4 separate regions of the Rattus norvegicus genome follow, and regions 2, 3 and 4 are each linked to region 1. Evidence: chromatin contacts called from public Hi-C data. All regions are on one chromosome and are shown on one strand. The core of a region is the stretch at or near the end of the contact, and the rest is flanking DNA. Distances in the headings are between cores, read along the strand shown.

Region 1 (4,910 bases), core at 27-2,526:
CACGGATGCTGACTAGAGCTTCCTGTTTTGCCCTTCCTGCTTCCGCTAAGGGACGTGCGTGCAGTCCCGGCCGGCCAGCCACCACGCTCTTATTGGAAAAGCTGTCTTCCAGGTTAACTCTAAAAAATAAATAAGCAGCCCTGATTACTTTTTAGGGGTGGGAAACACTGGCGAGTGTGTGTGTGTGTGTGTGTGTGTGTGTGTGTGTGTGTGTATGTGTGTGTGTATGTGTGTGTGTGTAGGTCAGGTTTGTGGTGTGTGTGTGTGTGTGTGTGTGTGTGCAGGTCGGGTTTGTGGTGTGTGTGTGGTCTGTGGGGCTGTATTGTAGGTTGGGTTTGGTGTGTGTGTGTGTGTGTGTGTGTGTGTGTGGTCTGTGGGGCTGTATTGTAGGTTGGGTTTGTGGTTTGTGTGTGTATGTGTGTGTGTATGTATGTGTGTATATGTACATGTATGTAGGTCGGGTTTGTGGTGTGTGTGTGGTCTGTGGGTGTGTGTGTGTATGTGTGTGTATGTATGTATGTGTGTGTGTGTAGGTCAGGTTTGTGGTGTGTGTGTTATGTCTTGGAAATCCATTTTGAAGGAGACAGACTTCTTTGTGGGGAGGGAAGGAGTTTGAGAAGGCCACAGTGGGTGCCCCCTGAGCTCTGCAACACTCACACCACTCCTTTCCCACACCTTCATGCACCTCACACCCTGCAAGGCTCCATAGACATGCATTCCCCTGCAGTGGTTCTTACCTGAGGAGGATATGTTCCGAGACAGTGAAATAGCAAGCAGTGCCCTTATGTGAATACATTTTCCTTTATAGACATTGTAGACATTAGGTAGAATAGCCAATCAATAACAGCTCATAATAAAATAGGACAACTCTAACAATATGTTGCAATAATGGTTATTTAAAGTATGAGAATTGATTATTTCTGAAAATTTTCACTCAGTACTTTTATGTCCAGGATGGCAATATCAGTAGACATGCTAACACGGAAGGGGGAAATCTCACACTAGACTCTTGAACGAAGAACTCCAGGCAACCGAAGATGAGAGAGAGAGAGAGGAGAGAGAGACAGCTTCTCCCAGGAAAGAGCCCCCTAGTTGTTTGAACAATACAAAGTAGTCAGCCCTGAAACCATACACACAGAACAGCAGCAACAGCAACAAAACAGACTTGGAAGGGTGCATTTCTATGTCTGTGCACTTATAAGCAAATATACATATGTGTAACAATAACTAGCGTGTGTCACTTTGAAAGTGGAAGGAGCAGGAAGGAAGACAGGAAAGAGGTTAAAGTATTAAAAAAAAAATAACACTAGTCTCAAATCCTAGTTGACCATGGGTAACCTAAAACCAAAGAAAGCAAAAGTAAGGATGGGAAGAGAGCGACTGATGTTAGCAGCAGGTAAAGGAGGGCTTCATGGTGCAGCTGAGAGGCATTAAGTAGTCTGTCACAAGTCACAGAATTGGAGAGGAACAGATGGACTGAGGTCCAGGTCCTGCCCCTACACAACATCTCCAGACCACTCCCTGTGGCTCCTGTCAGGGTTGGGTCTTGCTGCTGCGTGGTACCCCATGAAAACCTTATTTCAGACTCTGAATGCTTAAGTAAGGTTCCAGAGCAGCCTTCCAGAACCTTCCTCTGGAGGTGTGTCTGTTTGACAGAGCATGGTGGAGGGGGTCGGGAGGGAAGGGAACAGAAGGCAGGAGTGGGCAGGTTATTTTCCTAGTTTCCCATTGCATAGAGCCAAAGAGCAGGAGACAAAGACAAACTCACGCTCCTGACGCTGCGGATTCGCTCTGTGCTCTGGATAGCCCACTGGAGTGGTTTGCGAGCACGGAGAAGGGCAGCCTCAGGAAGTGTCCGTGTTGAGGGCTGGTGCAGGACATTTGAGTACAGCAGAGGCTTACAGCAAGACCCCTTATTTGGGGGTCACAGTGAATGGCCCAGGGCAGGAAGTAAAAGATATTTGTCTCTTCAAAAACCTGCAGGGACTGGAGAGGTGGTTCAGCAGTTAAGAGCCCTTGCTGCTCTAACAGAGGAGTTCCCAGCACCCACATGGTGGGTCACAAAGGTCTGCAACTCCAATCCCATCACATCCTTCCGGAAGATCCAACACCCCTTTCTGACTGGAGGCACTAGTCATGCACCTGTGCACATACGTCTGTGCAGGCAAACACTCAGAGAATAAAAGTAAATGACTCTTAGAGCAGGCATGGGTCAGGGATCCCCTTGGAAAGGTGCGCTTGCAGGTGCGTGCGTGCGTGCGTGCGTGCGTGCGTGCGTGCGTGCGTGTTGCGAAGTGGGCAGTCCCATGCCTCCTCTCTCCACCAGCACCGTTTTTTCTTGTGTGTGGAACGGGATAGGGGGTACTAATAGCCCTTCTAGTTGTTTCTCTGAATGATAATAATTTAATGAGAGCAATAGCAAATAGTGGCTGTAACTAGTAGAAAGTTAAAGTTAGAGGGTAGTCAGGTGCTGAGCCAGCACAAAAGCGAGGCTGACAACCAAGATTTGGCTGGTTCCGAAACAGCAGATTGAAGGAATCTGTAAAGAGCCCTTGTACTGGTTCTGAGAGCTCTAAAAACTGGGTTGAAAATGAAGAGTACAGGAGCCATAAAATAGCGCCAAGTATTTTTTTTCCCCTAGTGTGAGCCAATCTTTTGAGACTTGGACTCTAAATATTACATATGAGTCACTCCTACTTCCTTCCCCTCCAAAACAATCTTGTCTGGGACACATTAGGAGGGTGGCTTTTCAGCGTCTCCCACCAAACTCTTGTCTCTCATCGTGGGCAGAACAGCCCCTTGCAGAAAAACTGTCTCCTTCATTTCAGTCCCCTTGGAGGCTAGAGCCAGTTTCCATAGAAAAAAAGGAGCGTCCTATGAGCCACAAGATCCAGGAAGACACTAGGTGGCGCCAGACCCTCGCGGTTTCCAGCCCGTCAAACACCGTTTCTTTTCCTGCGAGGTAAGTCCTATCCTTGCTAGAGACTTGGGGCTATTTCAATGCATTCCACAAACATAAAGCGACTTCCTATCTGTCCCAGGTAGGCTTGATATTGCTGTGATAAGACACCATGCTCAAAGCAGCTGGGGGAGGAAAGGGTTTATTTGGTTCATCCTTCCACATTTCTGTTCATATTACAGAGGAAGTCAGGACTCAAACAGGTCAGGAATCTGGAGACAGAAGGTGGTGCAGAGGTCACAGAGGAGTGCTGCTTACTGACTTGGATCTTCATGGCTTGCTCAGCCCTTTCTTATAAAACCCAGGACCACCAGCTCAGGGATGGCCCCACTCACAATGGGCTGGGTCCTCTTCCACCAATCACTAATTAAGAACATGCCCTACATACAGGCTTACTATAACCTGATCTTATGGAGGCATTTCTCAACTGAGTTCTCTTCTCTCGGATGACTCTAATTTGTGTCAAGTTGATATAAAACCTTGCCCATCACGCTGTCTCAGCTCAAGGCACCCCTCTTGTACCTTTGTTGCTGCTCCCCACCCCCTTTCTGATGGGGTGGTGGAAGGAGGTTCCCAGACCTGATGCTGACACCCCAAGTTTGTTACCAGCTATAAATATATTCCTTTGCAACTTCTGCCATACCCTGAGGGTCAGGGAGAAAAACTTTCTTCCTTAGGAGGCACAGGAAAAAAGAAAAGAAAAAGGCAAATCTCTCTGTGAGAACAGCTAAGTCTTCTGTTCCCACTGGGTCAGAGCTGCCAGCACAATCTAGGCCTTGCCTGTCTAGGGGAATACAGGACCCCATTGTCCTCAGTTCAATTCCTAGCACCTTTTAGAAGAGAAACCCCCGTTTTAAGCTCCCGACCTTGAGAGCTCAGTTCTGGGGCAGATGGGTTCCAAAGCAATATCCTGCCTTCATCGTGAGCACTCCCCAGACCTGCAGGCAGGCGGACAGCACAATCAGTGAACAGATAAAGCGATTGACCCCCCCCCCCTCGGGCCTCCTGGTCACTGCTGGGTCTTATGTCTCTTTAAAACGAAGCTGTTCAGGGGTTGGGGATTTAGCTCAGCGGTAGAGCGCTTGCCTAGCAAGCGCAAGGCCCTGGGTTCGGTCCCCACCTCCGAAAAAAAGAAAAGAAAAACAAAACAAAACAAAAAAAAAGAACCTTACCCAACACATTCAAGATGGCCACCAGAACGTGTGCACGTGTGCTCTATGGCAGTTTTGGCAAATAGAGTTCCCATCAGCAGTGGCCGTCTGGGGATGTGAAGGCTAATGGTTCAGAGGGAAATCCCAGGCCCCACTTCTTCACCTTCTTACTCTGTGGAGTTCCCTGTGGTGAGAGAGGTTGGGCTGTCACAGAGTTGTGGGACAGTTGTGAGGGGAGGCTCCTAACCTCTTCCACCATGCAGACACAGTGAGAAGCCAGCTCTGTCTCAGACACTGGAAGTTGCCCTCAGAGGACTCTCTGGGGATCAGAACGTGTCTTCCCCAGGCAGCACGCCCTGTTAACACTGCTGCTTAGATTAAAGGCCCTTGCAACCACCAGAGATTGGAAGGAGTTTTACTTTATAGTCCCTTGCCTTCTTAAAGACCAGAGCACTAGGCAGAAAGCCTTTCCCTTTGGTTAAGGCAGTGGTTCTCAACCTTCCTAACGCTGTGACCTCTTAATGAGGTTTCTCACATTGTCGTGACCCCCGCAACCATAAAATTATTTTTGTTGCTACTTCATAACTGTAATTTTGCTACTGTTATGAATCATAGTGTAAAAATCTGTGCTTTCCCATGGTCTTAGGTAACCCTGGTGAAAAGATCAGTTAACACCCCAAACGGGTAGTGACCAACAGGTTGAGAAGCACTGGGTTACGTTTTCCCAGACTGGAGGCACATCCACAGGGAGATTACAGAAAGTGGCCACCGTGTGGATATCAGTGGTCTGTGCTGCATCC
Region 2 (4,529 bases), core at 1,560-4,059, 160 kb before region 1:
AAATGGCTATAAATCTATAAACTGAAAGACTGTCTATGTGTAATTTACTGTCTGGGACTTCACCTAGAATTTTGTTCCTTATTTATAAATGTTTGCAGGAATATTTAATATACTTTCTAAAATCGTTGTCAGCTGCCTCATCTTTTAATTTTGGTTCTATCAATTGGTTTTTCAATCCGCTTTACATTTCTCTGCGAACAGAAAAACCATTCACAGAGGAGAACTCTACAGCCCTTCACAGGGCAACCACAGAATGTGTGCCCACATTCTAAATAAAGGGACTTAAAACACAACTGACATTTTGACAAGTGAAACAGAAGCAGAAACTAAGAAGAGAAACAGTCTGAGGCTTCCCCCTGAAAACTGCCTCAGTAGCTCTATTTCCTGCCCAGTAATGTTCAGCCATTTGTTTTAAAGGAGACATTTCTTGTTCCTAAAGAACTCAGAAAAGCAGCAAAGCCAGACTTCACTAACTTCTGTCTCTGGACTCTTGTAATCCGATAGAGCAAAGGCACTGTAGTGGTTTCCTTAAAAGTACAAAAGGCCCCAGTAAAGCTGGTCGGTAAGTACTATGGAAAAAGCTCAGTATAAGTTTACTTAAGGGCTGGAGAGATGACTCAGTGGTTAAGAGCACTGACTGCTCTTCCAGAGGTCCTGAGTTCAAATCCCAGCAACCACTTGGTGGCTCACAACCACCTCTAATGGAATCCAATGCTCCCTTCTGGTGTGTCTGAAGACAGCTGCAGTGTACTTATAAATAAATAAACAAACAAATAAATAAATCTTTAAAAAAAAAGTTTACTTAAATGCCAATTTTAAGGAACACGTGAATAACCCCCAAATCTGCAACTAAGGTGATTTCCAGTTTACTGTTTTGCACTAAAAAACTAGGTGGTACGTTTCCTTAAATTTATCAGAAGAGACACTATAAGCATATACGCAATCTTCCATACACCTAACTGTTCCATTTTCAAATTGCTAAACAGACCTCTTAACAAACTTCAGAAAGGGGATAGGTTGGGGAACAGAGGAGAAAATACCTGAAGTCTCACTTTCGTTTTCTGACACACCTACTACATTTAAAATCTGGGGGCATTACAAAATTAAGTGTGTAAATGAAAATAATGCTATAACACGTCTAAAGCTCACACAACTTAGGGAAGAACTTGAGGAAGTAACACTTGATTTAAACTTTTCACACCTTCCATTTGGTGTTTAAAAGTACTGAGATTAATTGCCCTCAGAGTATTTACTACAGATGTTAACTGTAGGGGTGCGGGGAGGAAAAAAAACCCCAAAAAAATTTATATGCTGTATTTAGACAATGAGGAGAATGTTTCAAGTATTTGAGTACTCTGAGAAAATATGTTGTTATCATAAGCCGAAACAGAATAAACTGAGGAACTGTACCCTTTACACAATTCAAAAACTTCAAATTCACACTACTAGGCAAAGTCGGTGAATGTGGAGAAAAAACATCGTCCTACCTGATGCAAAAGATCACCAGCTACGAAGACAAAGTAACATTCTACTACTAGAAAGTAAAGAGCCATTGAATCAAAACAATCTTTGATACACAAAAGCTTCAATTCTTGGTTTAAATGAAGCGTCCCGGGGATGAGATGCTCAATATTTGTTGATGGGAAGAGTGCTGAGGCTCAAACCACCGCGCACTATTGTGTGGAGTGATTAAACATGTTAAATGTAGGTTAAGTAAAAACTACCCCCAGCCCTCATCGTTGCTGTCTGACTTCGTAAGAGACTTGCACATATAAACATAAAAAATGGCGAAGTGAGTTTATGACTTACAGTATCTTCACCACTCGGAACATTTTTTCAGAAAGTCCTCTGAGGTTTTAAGATTCAAACACTATTTAAAAAGAATTATTGTTTCAACTACCTAACAATTACCTAGACTTCTTCCAGACTTCACTTAACCTGTAAGGAAAATGAGCATCTTCAACTTTTCCACAGGGCATTTGGAGGATGACTTATTACTCATAAACGCTTTCGGAGCCTCAGACACCAGGCGCGGTACATCGAGCGTATCCATCAATTTGAGAGCTTTCCAGACCTCAGTTTACCCACTTACGGAAACGGGCTTGGCAAGGGCCGGGAGGTGAAATTAATTAGTGTTTTTAAAATGCTCTGAGATCCTAAGATGAAAGGAAACGTAGAGGCACGCAGAGATGATGACAATAATCAGAACAATAAAAAGAATGACTAACTTGGAAGTCTGCGTTATGTAAGGGAGCAGAGAAGTTATCAGATTCACACAAACAAAAGAAAAGCCCACCGCCCCTTTGTTCCCCCTTCCACTCCGCCGGCCTGCAGCCGGGCCGCGGGAGCGAGAACCGGGCCTCCGGGCTGGGGCTCCCCTCCGCCGCGCGCCCGCTCCAGCCGTGGGGGAGGGCGTTCCGGGCAGCTCCTCACAAAGGCGCTTCCTCCCACCTCGCGGGATGCGGCGCCGCAAACTCTGCTCCCCGCCGCCTCCCCGCGGGCGGGAGGGCGGGCGCGCGCGTCGCCACCGGCATAGGCTCGGAGGAAGTTCCGCGCCGTCGTCCCTGGCGCCCCCGTTCCCCGCCCGCGCCGCACTCACCGGACGACTGCTGGGGGCCGGAACGCCAGCTCGGCCCGCCGCGCGGACACCCGGGACGCGGGGGCGGCGCAAGCACCGGTTGAACGTAGGTACCGGCGGAGCCTGCAGCCTTCCCGCCAGCTGCCGAGCCCCGCGAGGCCGAGTGGAACGCGGAGCCGAGCGCGGATGAGCGCGGACGAGAGAGAGGCTCGGGCCCGCTTTGTAGTGAGCTCCCCGGGCTGCAGGCAAATCCAGTGGCGCCTCACGGCCGCTGCTGCTGCTGCTGTTGTCGCTGCCGCCGCTGCTGCCGCTGCTGCTGCTGCTGGCGCTGGAGAAGGCGGCGGCGGCGCCCCCGACCGTCCCTCCACCTCGAACCGCCTTTGGGTCACTGACACACACTGGGAAGGAGGGACCGGGACTAGCAGGAGGGCGGGGCATAAGGGTAAGGGGCAGGGCCACATCGGTAGGTGGTGCCGAGAGGGCTCTTGGAAACTGTAGTTCTCTGATGGGGGGAAGCATCTGTTGTGGAGGAGCCTACCGCTGGCTCTGCGTTGAGCATGCGCAACGAGGTTGGGGCGGGGACTGTTTCCATAGTCACCCATTCACTAAGCCTGAAGGTTCAGGACCCTAGCTGACTAAACAAGGCTGGTCTTGTGTCTTTGGTGCCATTGGGTTCCTGCCCACAGCCAGTCTCTCCTGCTTCACCCCACCCCCAACCACTTTCAAGTGCCCAGTGAAATCTCACTTCCTCTCTACAGGGCAGGCTCCCTGGTTGTTCAGATTTCTTCTGCAAATCATAAATACCCCCTTCTTTTGCCTCCTTTAGTACCCAAGGTACTAAAAATCTACTTGTTTTTAGTGTTTTAAAAATTAGGTTATACAACTGCAGGGAGCATGACCGTTAACAATCCCATAATTTGTTTGGTTAGTTACACTTAACTTCAAGTTCAGCGTTAATAACACTGTTGGATCATTCTACTGCAGTTCGTTCATCTGAAAATCTCTAATTCTTCAGACATTCAGGTTCCATAAATATAAATTCAAAACGTAATTGGAGAGAGTTCAGAACTGTTCGATGCCAATTTTAGTTTGATGAGAAACCAGAACCAAGGTATGGGTATGTCGTTGGGGTACTCAGTTAAGTCTACACCCATGCTAAATACCCAGGTATGCATATATGGTGAGAAGCATAGAGAAAGCCAGGATACAGTACTGGCTCTCCAGAAGGCTTAGTGGTAACCTGCCTCAATTTCTCTTAACCTAGAACCCGACACTCTAGAAGAAAAAATCAAAACAAAACATTCATGCCAAGGAGTCAGACATACATTTCAAGACGGGAAACTAAGCATTTTCAAATCATCTTAGGATCTGAAAGTCTGGGTGCCCACAGACCACATAATTATTTGCTTGTTGAAGAAATAAGTAATTTAAGAAGCAAGTACACAGGGGCAGGAGAGTGGCTCAGCAGTGCTCAGCAGTTAAGAGCACTGGCCACTCTCCCGAAGGACCTGGGTTCAACTCCAAGCACCAGCATGGACACTCACAACCTCCTGTAACTTTAGAGAATCCAACACCGATGCTGGCCTCATTGGCCCATAGACATATATGCAGGCAAAACACCTATATTTAAAATATTTAGTGTAGATATTTAAAATACTAAGAACCAAGTAAAGGTATTTACTAGGTGCCAGGCACTTTACTGGGCCTCAAAAACAGAGCTGTAAAAATATAAGAGAGACATGCTTTGTACTCAGTGTCCCCTTTCTCTGCCAAGGAAGAAACGGACTCAGTGTGATCTATGCTGTCATAGGAAAATTCAGACTACCTCAGACTTGGGCAGGGTCAGGAAATGCTTCAAAGATCATTTGAATGTGGGCTGACTCTCAGCTTTCACATTTGTGTCTTTTATTGGCAAAAGTGGGAGAAAGAACTGAAGGAGAGCAGGGAACAT
Region 3 (4,451 bases), core at 1,242-3,741, 190 kb before region 1:
ACGTGTATGGAAGTAATCTAAGTAGAGAACAAGCAACAGAGAGGACAGTGCTCTGGACAGACCTCCTGCCAGGAGCGGGTCACACGGTGTTGAATCACTGGCCAATCACAGCTATGGCCATTGTTATTAGTTGGTCTCTCTCACCTGATGGCAAGGCCCTAAGACAACACTGTCTTATGTCATTGATCAGAGAAACTGAACTAGTGTCCAATTAGTAGTTTCAACCTTGCTGATGACACCTATAATGAGACAATGTGCAGAGCGAGAGACTCTGGGGCTCTTGGACCTAAGCGGGATGTCTTTATTAAACCCTCCCCTCGACGCCCTATGCAAAGGGGGCAGGAAGACTGCAAGAGCCAAAGCCATGCATGATTTCACGGAAACTGTTTTCCAGACACAATGGGGCTGATGAAAAATGGATTCACAGAGACTGGTGGCACACACAACATCTGTATAGGTTCAAGCCAGACAGGACCCCAGCAGCGAGGGGGCAAAGTAGACATGGAGACCCAACCCTAACCAAGAAGCTATCTGCAGCTGATACCTGCTGGCAAAGGGAACGTGTTTCCCCAACAGAGTGTCACTGGGTAGATCCATATACTCCAGGGCAGACCCCCAGCAGGAGCGCTTGGTCAATAAACTCTGTGGAGGGTTTGGCTTTTTGTTTTATGGTATTTATTTATTTTAAGAGAATGCACACACATAAAGTTGGATGAGTAAGGAGGTAGGTAGGAGGGATACGGGAGGGGTTGGGTGAAAGGAAAAACATGATCAAAATGTAGTCTATGAAAAGTAAATGTTCTAAACCCAAGTACTTATTAAATACCTACTAAGTATTTAATTAAGAATACAAGTAGAGATTAATAAATGCTTTGTTGTTATGATGGTGTTGCCCCATCACTTAAGACCTACGCATTTCTCTGATTTAACTGTGTTTCTTGGTAACTAGGCTAATATCTATCCCATCAGTGCTAACAGCTAAGATATAATCTTAAAAATCTCAAAATCTACTACAGTTCATTTTAACATCAAATGTTTCATATATATGAAATTTTATTTTTATGTATTATCTTTTAAAGAGAAAAATCAGATGAGTTTGGACATACTTTTACTACTCTTATAGAAGTTAATTTTTAGGTATTTTCTTTTCAAAATGTTTTAATAAACTTCATTTAAAAAAGAATAAGAAGAAAATTTTAGTTGAATTTCTAACTATGAGTGAAGTAACTTTTTTTCAGAGAAGGTAGCTTTCCATAAAGAGAAGCTATTACTAAAAAATGACAATTACTGCTACTCTCAGCAAATGATGGCAGTTTAATCCTGTAGTTTCACTTCCTTCTTTGTCCTTGCAAAGTTCTGAAGGCTCACAGGTGATCTTTCTCTGACCAAATCATACTGTGTTCTCCAGAACTTTGTAACAGTGGTTTAGAGACAATGTGTGTGAAAGTCAAGAACGTTCTGTTTTTAGAACCAAACCCCCTTCATATACATGCGTATGTCTGGGCTGTTCCCCATCTGCTTACTGTTACATTATCACATTACAAATATCCCAAACATCTAAATTATGATCAATTTTCCAATTTGTCTTACCTATCTTTTTAATGTACAAGAAATTACTTCCTCACAGACTAGAAAACTGGGGGAAATGATCATATATGCCACTATCTAGATCAGACATAGTTTCTTTAGAATTTACCACAAAAACAATTTTTTTTCAGATATATTTTTTCTTTTGGTGAAAACAGAACCCTTCTGAGAAACAATGCCTGTTACTTTTTGGTGGAAAGATTCCCTGCAGTTAATAATTGATTAGATATAACACTATTCAATCTCTTTACCATAACCATCAGAACAATTAGGATACCCAGGTGGAAACACTCCTTAAGCCTCCCTAAAGCAGCACACTGCTGAACTACTAAATACATTTCTTCAGAGAACAACACATTTCTCAAGCTTGGAAGGAAAACAGATTGATAACATTAGGTCCTACGACATACACAAGCTGAGTGCTGTGGGCTGGTCTTCAAACGCCAAAAATGAGAGCACGCTTCCATTTCCGGCTGGTGTGAGATCGGCAGCCATAACACCTGTAGTTAGCATATTTCTCTGGCTTTTCTCACTGCTGATAGGAGGTTAATAGTTAAATTCTAAGAACACAGAAACTTTGGACTTGAGATTTACCCAGCCTTTGTCCTAAGATGGAGGAAATTTAATCACACACAACACAATTCTGGAGTTAAGGATGAAAAACGACAATTAAAAGCAGTCTGCTTCAGCTCGCTTCCTTTCGCAAGTTTACCTCTGCCCCAAGCTCAGCATGAACCTTAAAATCAAGCCCCAGAGCACCCACCTTTTAATTTTGTTGCTATCACCACGAGCTAAACCTCCTTCTCGTCAGACTGCCGATTGCTCTGGGAACCAACGCTGTGCTGAGCGTCTGTTCAGTGTTCTTTCACTGAAACACCTCAGAATGTGTGTAGGCGGGCCTGCGTTACGCAAAGTAGGTAAACACTATGGGAGTCGAGCTTCTATTGGTTGAAGCAAGAACTCATTTCTTGTATGTGGCCCAAAAGGGAAGAAACGGAAGTAAGAGGAAGCAGAGAATAATTTTTTAACACAGGCTTAGCAGCAAATTATAGAATAAAGCACTTCAAAAGAAAAATATCCTACTTCTTAAAAAGCCATTCAGATTAACTATGTACCTGCTCTGTAAATGCTGAAAATATAATTAAGATGGTGAACTATTGGCTCATGATAGTAACTAAAACAGCCTGCTTTTATAAAAAACAGATGCAGTATAATAATCAGTTAAACACTCCATGAGAAACTAAAATCAATAAAATTCACATGTGCAAACTATCTATTTAGTACTATGAAATGAATTTATTTTTTCCTTCTGATCTGGTCACAAAATACTACATTATCTAGGGCATAAAATCAGGTATAAATTTCTAGCTTTGTATTTTAAAATAAGCTAGTGCTAAGGAGCAGTTCCGTAGGTGGGATGCTTGCCTAGAAGGTTCCACTTTCGGGAAAGCAAGAATAGACAGACGAAACAGACAAACAAATCAGATTTGTCTGTGATCATGGAGAAATCACAGCACTACCTAGACACAAGTCTACTGAGCTTTCTATACTCCCTCCTGAAGGCATCCTATGTAAGACGTTTTGTTGATCTCGGACCACCCACCCCACTTGCAAATTCCTTCTCCATTCCCCTTCTAGAAAAGCCCTTTATCTACCAGGAATAGGACTATACCGAGCAAGTCTATCTACTTCTCTGTATAGCCAAACATGATTAATTATGTTTGTTTTTTTTTTAATTGGGTAAAATTTAATTGAGAAAAATGCTGATTTCTACTTGCTCACCAAGCTGCACAAGCAAGTTCTTTACATTAAACTGAAGTTCCATGTGAACCTACATACTGATGAGCTCTTACTGAGCTCTCCAGTCAGGGCTAGAGATGGCTCAGAGGCTGAGAGTGCTGGCTGTTCTTCCAGAGGACCTGGGTTTATAACTGTAAACTGCTAGGGGATCTGATGCCCTCTTCTGGCCTCTTGGGGCACCAGGCATGCATGGGGTACAAGTCTATATCCAGAAAACAAAACAAAACAAAAACCCCTACACACATCAAAGAAGAATAATAAAGTTCTTAGTGGTACTCAAGTGTCCGGCCCTAGTAAAGTGCCTGCCCTCACATTGATACTGGTAGTCATGGTTAGGAGTTAGTATGGAAATGCTCTCTGATTTGACGATCTAAGATTTAATTAAATTATGCTATATTGAATAGTACCATTACTAGTGACACAATTCCAAAGTCAGTAAGTGCTCATATTGATCTTAATTAGAATCAAAAGTCTTGCCTAGAAATAGTTTTTGAAGTCATAAAAATAATTTTGCTGGCCCTAAATTTGTCTGCGAAGCCTTCTCTCACAATGCACCCACAGGTCAACAGCTCTGATTCACAGCATGTTTGTAATATTTAAGACAATACTGTCACAATCACTAGTGCCTTGGCAAAAATGAGCGCCCTGAGAGCTGGCAAGTTTATATCCATTCCCCCCAGCATTCTGTAACTGTCAGCACATCTCAAACTCCCTCCAGGGGACCTTCCCACCATTGTTTCTGGTCCTTCTGCTGGCAGCAGGACCACTTAGGACACAGTGAAATAAAGACGCTCAGGTGGCCTGTTTATGTCCAGTATAGATACCCAGACCCTAAAGCTCAGTTAGACAGTCCGAATACATCCTGGGATCCTTCTATCTGAGGACACTGGCTGTCATGTTATTCTAGGCCAAGGATTGCTCAAGAAACCGGACATGACAGGTTCAACACTCATACCAAACAGAATGTAGTGCAGCTGTGATGCTGAATGCCAAAACAAAGCCTAAGGACCTGCCTGCCACTCTTTGGATTAACACACCAACTCTCCTTACATTTGGAAGTGTAT
Region 4 (4,501 bases), core at 1,184-3,683, 240 kb before region 1:
TCACTATAATAGATAGTAAATTACTGAAGGAGAAAGGTGCTTGCTACAAAGGTATCCATTAACTCTTAACTCAAATGAACAGCTAACAAATTCAATCTTTAGCAGCAGGATTTGGACATAATAGAAACATAGCTCGAGGCAGTAAAATGCAGTGGAAAATCAGAGACAAAAAATGTAAGAACACAGAATTCTAAATGTTCAGTGTGATTATGTAATGTTTTGATAAATGAAATGTTGATGGCTATACATGGTGGTGCATGTCTGAAATACCAACGCCAAGGGGAGTGGAAGGCAGAGGAAGAATTTTGAGTACTTGGACTACTGTACAACTAGACTCTGTCTCTCCCCGCCCTCCCCCCATACAATGTACTATAGAGAAAAAAACCACACACACATGGGGCAGAAAACACACACAGGCACACAAATACACACACAATGTAATTTAGGGCCAACCCCCCACCACACACACACACACACACACACACACACACACACACACACATACACACACGCACATGCACATGTACACGAACACACAAAATGTACTATAGAGACAGAAAACACACACACTCTCACACAGGAACTATAGGGCCAGATCCTATAAGGGTTCATTTTTCTTCTTAGCTATTGGTACAACTCAGGAAAGCTTTCCTGACACTCCCAACCCTTCTTGACATTGCCGCCTGTGTGGCTAGCTTCACTTCCTGCCTCTGCACCTGCAAATGGTAGTTAGTGGGCAGCGATGTAGAGCTGTTTTCAGAGAAGAAACTAACACAGCTTCCTCCAGAGGCTGTCAACTGCTATTCATAATAAAAGCCATGTTGTTGCCCCAAACTCAGAAAGATCAAAAACAGACAGCAGGGCATTAAAAAATTTTTTCCCTTTTGTTTAAAATTTTAATAATTTAATTACATCGTCCCCCCCTTATATCACTCCATGTGTGTATGTGTATGTGTGTGTGTGTGTGTGTGTATGTATGTGTGTGTATGTCTTTTTTGTGTGTCTTTTGCTTTTGTTTTTTTGTTTTGTTTTGTTTTGAGACAGGGTCTCACTATGTCGCTCTGGTGGTCCTGCAACTTGCTATGTAGATCAGGTTGGTCTTGAACTCACAGCAATCCAACTGCCTCTGCCTCCCAAGTGCTGAGACTAAAGGCTTGAACCATCCACCCAGCTACATATTCCTAAGTATAGCCTGCTCAGTCTGCGTGTTACTTGTATGCATGTTTCAGGGCTGACCATTTGGATTCAGAGGACTTCTCCCCTGCTCCAAGGCTTTCTTTTTAAGGCTATTTTTGTTCAGAACCCATTTGTATTAGCTCCTTTTTTTTTTTTTAATTGTAAAATTTTCTTGAAGTTCGGTATTTAGTTGTAAACACAAGTTCACCCATATTTAAGTCTACCCAGCACTGAAATCATCACTAAGTAGTTCCCTAGTTTGTCAAGTTCCTAGAACTGCTGGTAAATGAAGAAGATAGAGGCTGGAGGAGGCCAGGGTAACTAGCCCAGGATGGAGGTGGAAAGTGGAGGAGAGGAGACGATGGGACTCTGGAGACTGGGCTAGTGGGCGCCATCACCCCATTCGGCCTTTGTGTGAGAGAGACCTTTCTCTGTGTTCCAAGATTTTTAAAAAAATGTCTTGCCGCCTGGTTTTACTCTTTCTGACTTTGGGGTAACGGCATGGATGGCACTTTCGTCAAATACCCACACAGTATCTGGCAGCCTCTGGAGGAAACCTGGTAAGTTTCTTTTCTGGAAATAGCTACATCTGGGAACTATCTGACCGGAAGTGGAGTAGCAGGAGAAAAGCCACTGAAGTGCACGTATGCTGCGGCTGTCAGAGCAGAAGAAAGAACCAGCCGTCAGCCAATGAAAGGAGACGAGAGAGGTGATGTTCCATCTACAGGAGGAAGATGGACAAGTTAGCAGAGAGTTAGCGATCTGGGAGAGATGGGGAGACCCTTCCAACAGATGAGGAGGGACCTACTACCCTTGAGTTCCTTTTACAAAACTTATTCTTGGGGCAGAGAAGGAAACTCAGAAAGAGCCTTTCCCTGTATTTGCTGATTTTTGGATTCCAATCTGAGATCAGCACATCCAAGCAGCAAATTTGGGGGTGTCATGCCCCCAGTTCTTTCACTTTGATTTTCCTCATGCAAACTTGCTTCTTTTGGGCACACTGACTGCACCAAGAAGGCTGGCCACAAACAAAGTATTAGTGTGACAAAATAGTCACATTTCTGGATTCCAGTCATGGTGCTGGATTTCTGAGTCTGGTACAGGGAGTCAGGATCCGGCTTAGAGATGCCGTCCCTCAAGTTCTCAACCTTTATTCTCCTTCAGTCTTCTCGTCTGTCAGAACCTTGCTAGGGCTGCGGAGAGTAAGGGCACAGAGCTCGAAAGGCTGAGGCAGCAGAAAGCCAGTCAGCACTGCCTATGATTACAACAAGCTAATGTGAGCTGCTGCTACAGCTGAGTGATGAGGGGCACCCTTCATTCTGGAGATGACAGTTCCTCTCGGGTGCCCTTCATGTGGGTGACTTTCCCCGGTGCTCATAGTTTTCATTCCTGCTTCCAAGCCCGGCCCGGGGAACGGCAGGCAGTGAGGTTGTATGCACATTAATTTTGAATGTAGGAAATGAGTGTGCGACGACCTGGTTGAGAAAGCCCTAATGCTAATGTGTTACAGCAGGTGGCAGCCTTTCCCTGGGAGAGGGAGAGAGCCAGTGCACAGCTGGCTTTGGCTTCAACAGTTCAGTTTTGCGTTTGTTTTCCTCTGATACAAGCATCAGGACTCGAAACGATGGATTTATTACAGAAGGGAGGGGAACAGGAGCCTGAACCCTGGCATGGTGATATGTGGGCATCTTCCAGAGATGGCCCCAGAGACACTGTCTCTAAGGAGTTAGTTGGATGGCCCAAGAGAGTTTGGCCAAGTCAGGGCACAGGTGTGAGCATGAGGTTGAGAAAGGGGCTCTGAACAGGACATAGGACCACACAGAGCTGCCCCAGAGACTTGGAACGTAAGTCATCGGCTGTGTACTGGAAATGCATCTGATAGCAGAAATACCCCTTTTCCATTCCAGACCTGTGAACAGCCGTGAGAGCTAATCTGCTAAATTACAGAGTACAGTGGGTTATTTGGACGCAGATTTGCAAAGTTCTTAGTAAAAAGTCAGACTTGGTGGAGAATCTTAATGCCGGAAGCCTACCTGTCTGCCCTGCTTTCTTACAGGATTACCTTTAGCGATGGTTACTATTGTCAACCTCACGGGATCTTGAATCACCTAGGAGATAAACTTCGGCATATCTGTGAAGGACTTTCTAGTTAAGGTTAACCTAAGTGGGAAGGCCAGCCAATCATTATGTGCCATTTGGTGGGTTTGGATCCAAGCTAGAAAGGCAAAAGCAGCGAAAGCAAGCTGAGTACCAGCAATTCTCTCCCTTACCAACCATGGATACAATGTGACAAGCGGCCGCAGGACTTCTATGCTCTGATGGAATACAAACAAACCCTCCCTCCCTTAAGTTGCTTGCCTCATGAATTTTGTTACAACAATAAGAAAAGTAATGAATCTTCTATTTACCAAAAAGTACTATAGGGCTGGAGAGATATGGCTTAGCATTTCAGAGTGCATATTTGGTTCTCTACTCCTCCATTGTTGGTGGGATTGCACACTGGTACAACCACTCTGGAAATCAGTCTGGAGGTTCCTCAGAAAGTTGGGCTTTGCACTACCTGAGGATCCAGCTATACCTCTCTTGGGCATATACCCAAAAGATGCCCCAACATATAAAAAAGACACATGCTCCACTATGTTCATAGCAGCCTTATTTATAATAGCCAGAAGCTGGAAAGAACTCAGATGCCCTTCAACAGAGGAATGGATACAGAAAATGTGGTACATCTACACAATGGAATATTACTCAGCTATCAAAAACAATGACTTCATGAAATTCATAGGCAAATGGAGGGAACTGGAAAATATCATCCTGAGTGAGGTAACCCAATCACAAAAGAACACACATGATATGCACTCATTGATAAGTGAATGTTAGCCTAAAAGCTTAAATTACCCAAGTTGCAATCCATGGACCACATGAAACTCAAGAAGAAGGATGACCAAAGTGCAGATGCCTCACTCCTTCTTAAAAGGGGGAACATAGGAGGCAAAGTTAGGAGCAGAGACTGAAGGAACAGCCATTCAGAGCCTGCCCCACATGTGGCCCATATATATACAGCCACCAAACTAGATAAGATGGATGAAGCTAAGGAGTGCATGCTGATAGGAACCGGATATATATGTCTCCTGAGAGACAGAGACAGAGCATGTCAAATACAGAGGCAGATGCTAGCAGCAAACCATTGATCTGAGAAAAGGAACCCCAGTGGAGGAATTAGAGAAAGGATTGAAAGAGCTGAAGGGGCTTGCAACCCCATAAGAACAACAATGCCAACCAACCAGAGCTCCTAGGGACTAAACCACTATCCGAAGACTACACA

What was found. A called contact is a pair of places that touch in the nucleus more often than the background predicts.
Region 2: a Hi-C map of Schwann cells shows a contact between it and region 1, with 7 times the contacts expected there. The contact joins the promoter of Peli1 here to the promoter of LOC120096689 in region 1. A contact is called at or near these places in 5 of 12 Hi-C or Micro-C datasets (the A7r5 cell line, Schwann cells, frontal cortex and 2 more) and 1 of 1 datasets of contacts at active chromatin or transcription factors (oligodendrocytes).
Region 3: a contact with region 1 is called in a Hi-C map of liver, with 2.5 times the contacts expected there. The contact joins the enhancer-like site here to the promoter of LOC120096689 in region 1. A contact is called at or near these places in 4 of 12 Hi-C or Micro-C datasets (hepatocytes, kidney and liver) and 1 of 1 datasets of contacts at active chromatin or transcription factors (oligodendrocytes).
Region 4: a contact with region 1 is called in a Hi-C map of frontal cortex, with 4 times the contacts expected there. The contact joins the enhancer-like site here to the promoter of LOC120096689 in region 1. A contact is called at or near these places in 12 of 12 Hi-C or Micro-C datasets (the A7r5 cell line, the Rat2 cell line, Schwann cells and 7 more).

Annotation. Positions count from the first base shown.
Region 1 is chr14:99,290,506-99,295,415 of GRCr8, reverse strand. It overlaps LOC120096689, which reads left to right and starts at 1,276. Exons shown (of 4, transcript XR_010057619.1): 1 at 1,276-2,962.
Region 2 is chr14:99,454,250-99,458,778 of GRCr8, reverse strand. Peli1 (pellino E3 ubiquitin protein ligase 1) reads right to left here and starts at 2,809. Exons shown (of 7, transcript NM_001100565.1): 1 at 2,600-2,809.
Region 3 is chr14:99,485,016-99,489,466 of GRCr8, reverse strand. The region is part of intron 1 of Peli1 (pellino E3 ubiquitin protein ligase 1); the gene reads right to left. Among named protein-coding and RNA genes, the nearest start is that of Peli1, 31 kb to the right of the region's middle. Within about 2 kb of position 2,491, at least 33 of the 93 cell types and tissues checked have an H3K27ac peak or open chromatin away from gene starts, as enhancers often do. A contact at or near this core is called in hepatocytes and liver, where this site is marked.
Region 4 is chr14:99,535,348-99,539,848 of GRCr8, reverse strand. No RefSeq gene overlaps it. Among named protein-coding and RNA genes, the nearest start is that of Vps54, 65 kb to the left of the region's middle. Within about 2 kb of position 2,433, at least 2 of the 93 cell types and tissues checked have an H3K27ac peak or open chromatin away from gene starts, as enhancers often do.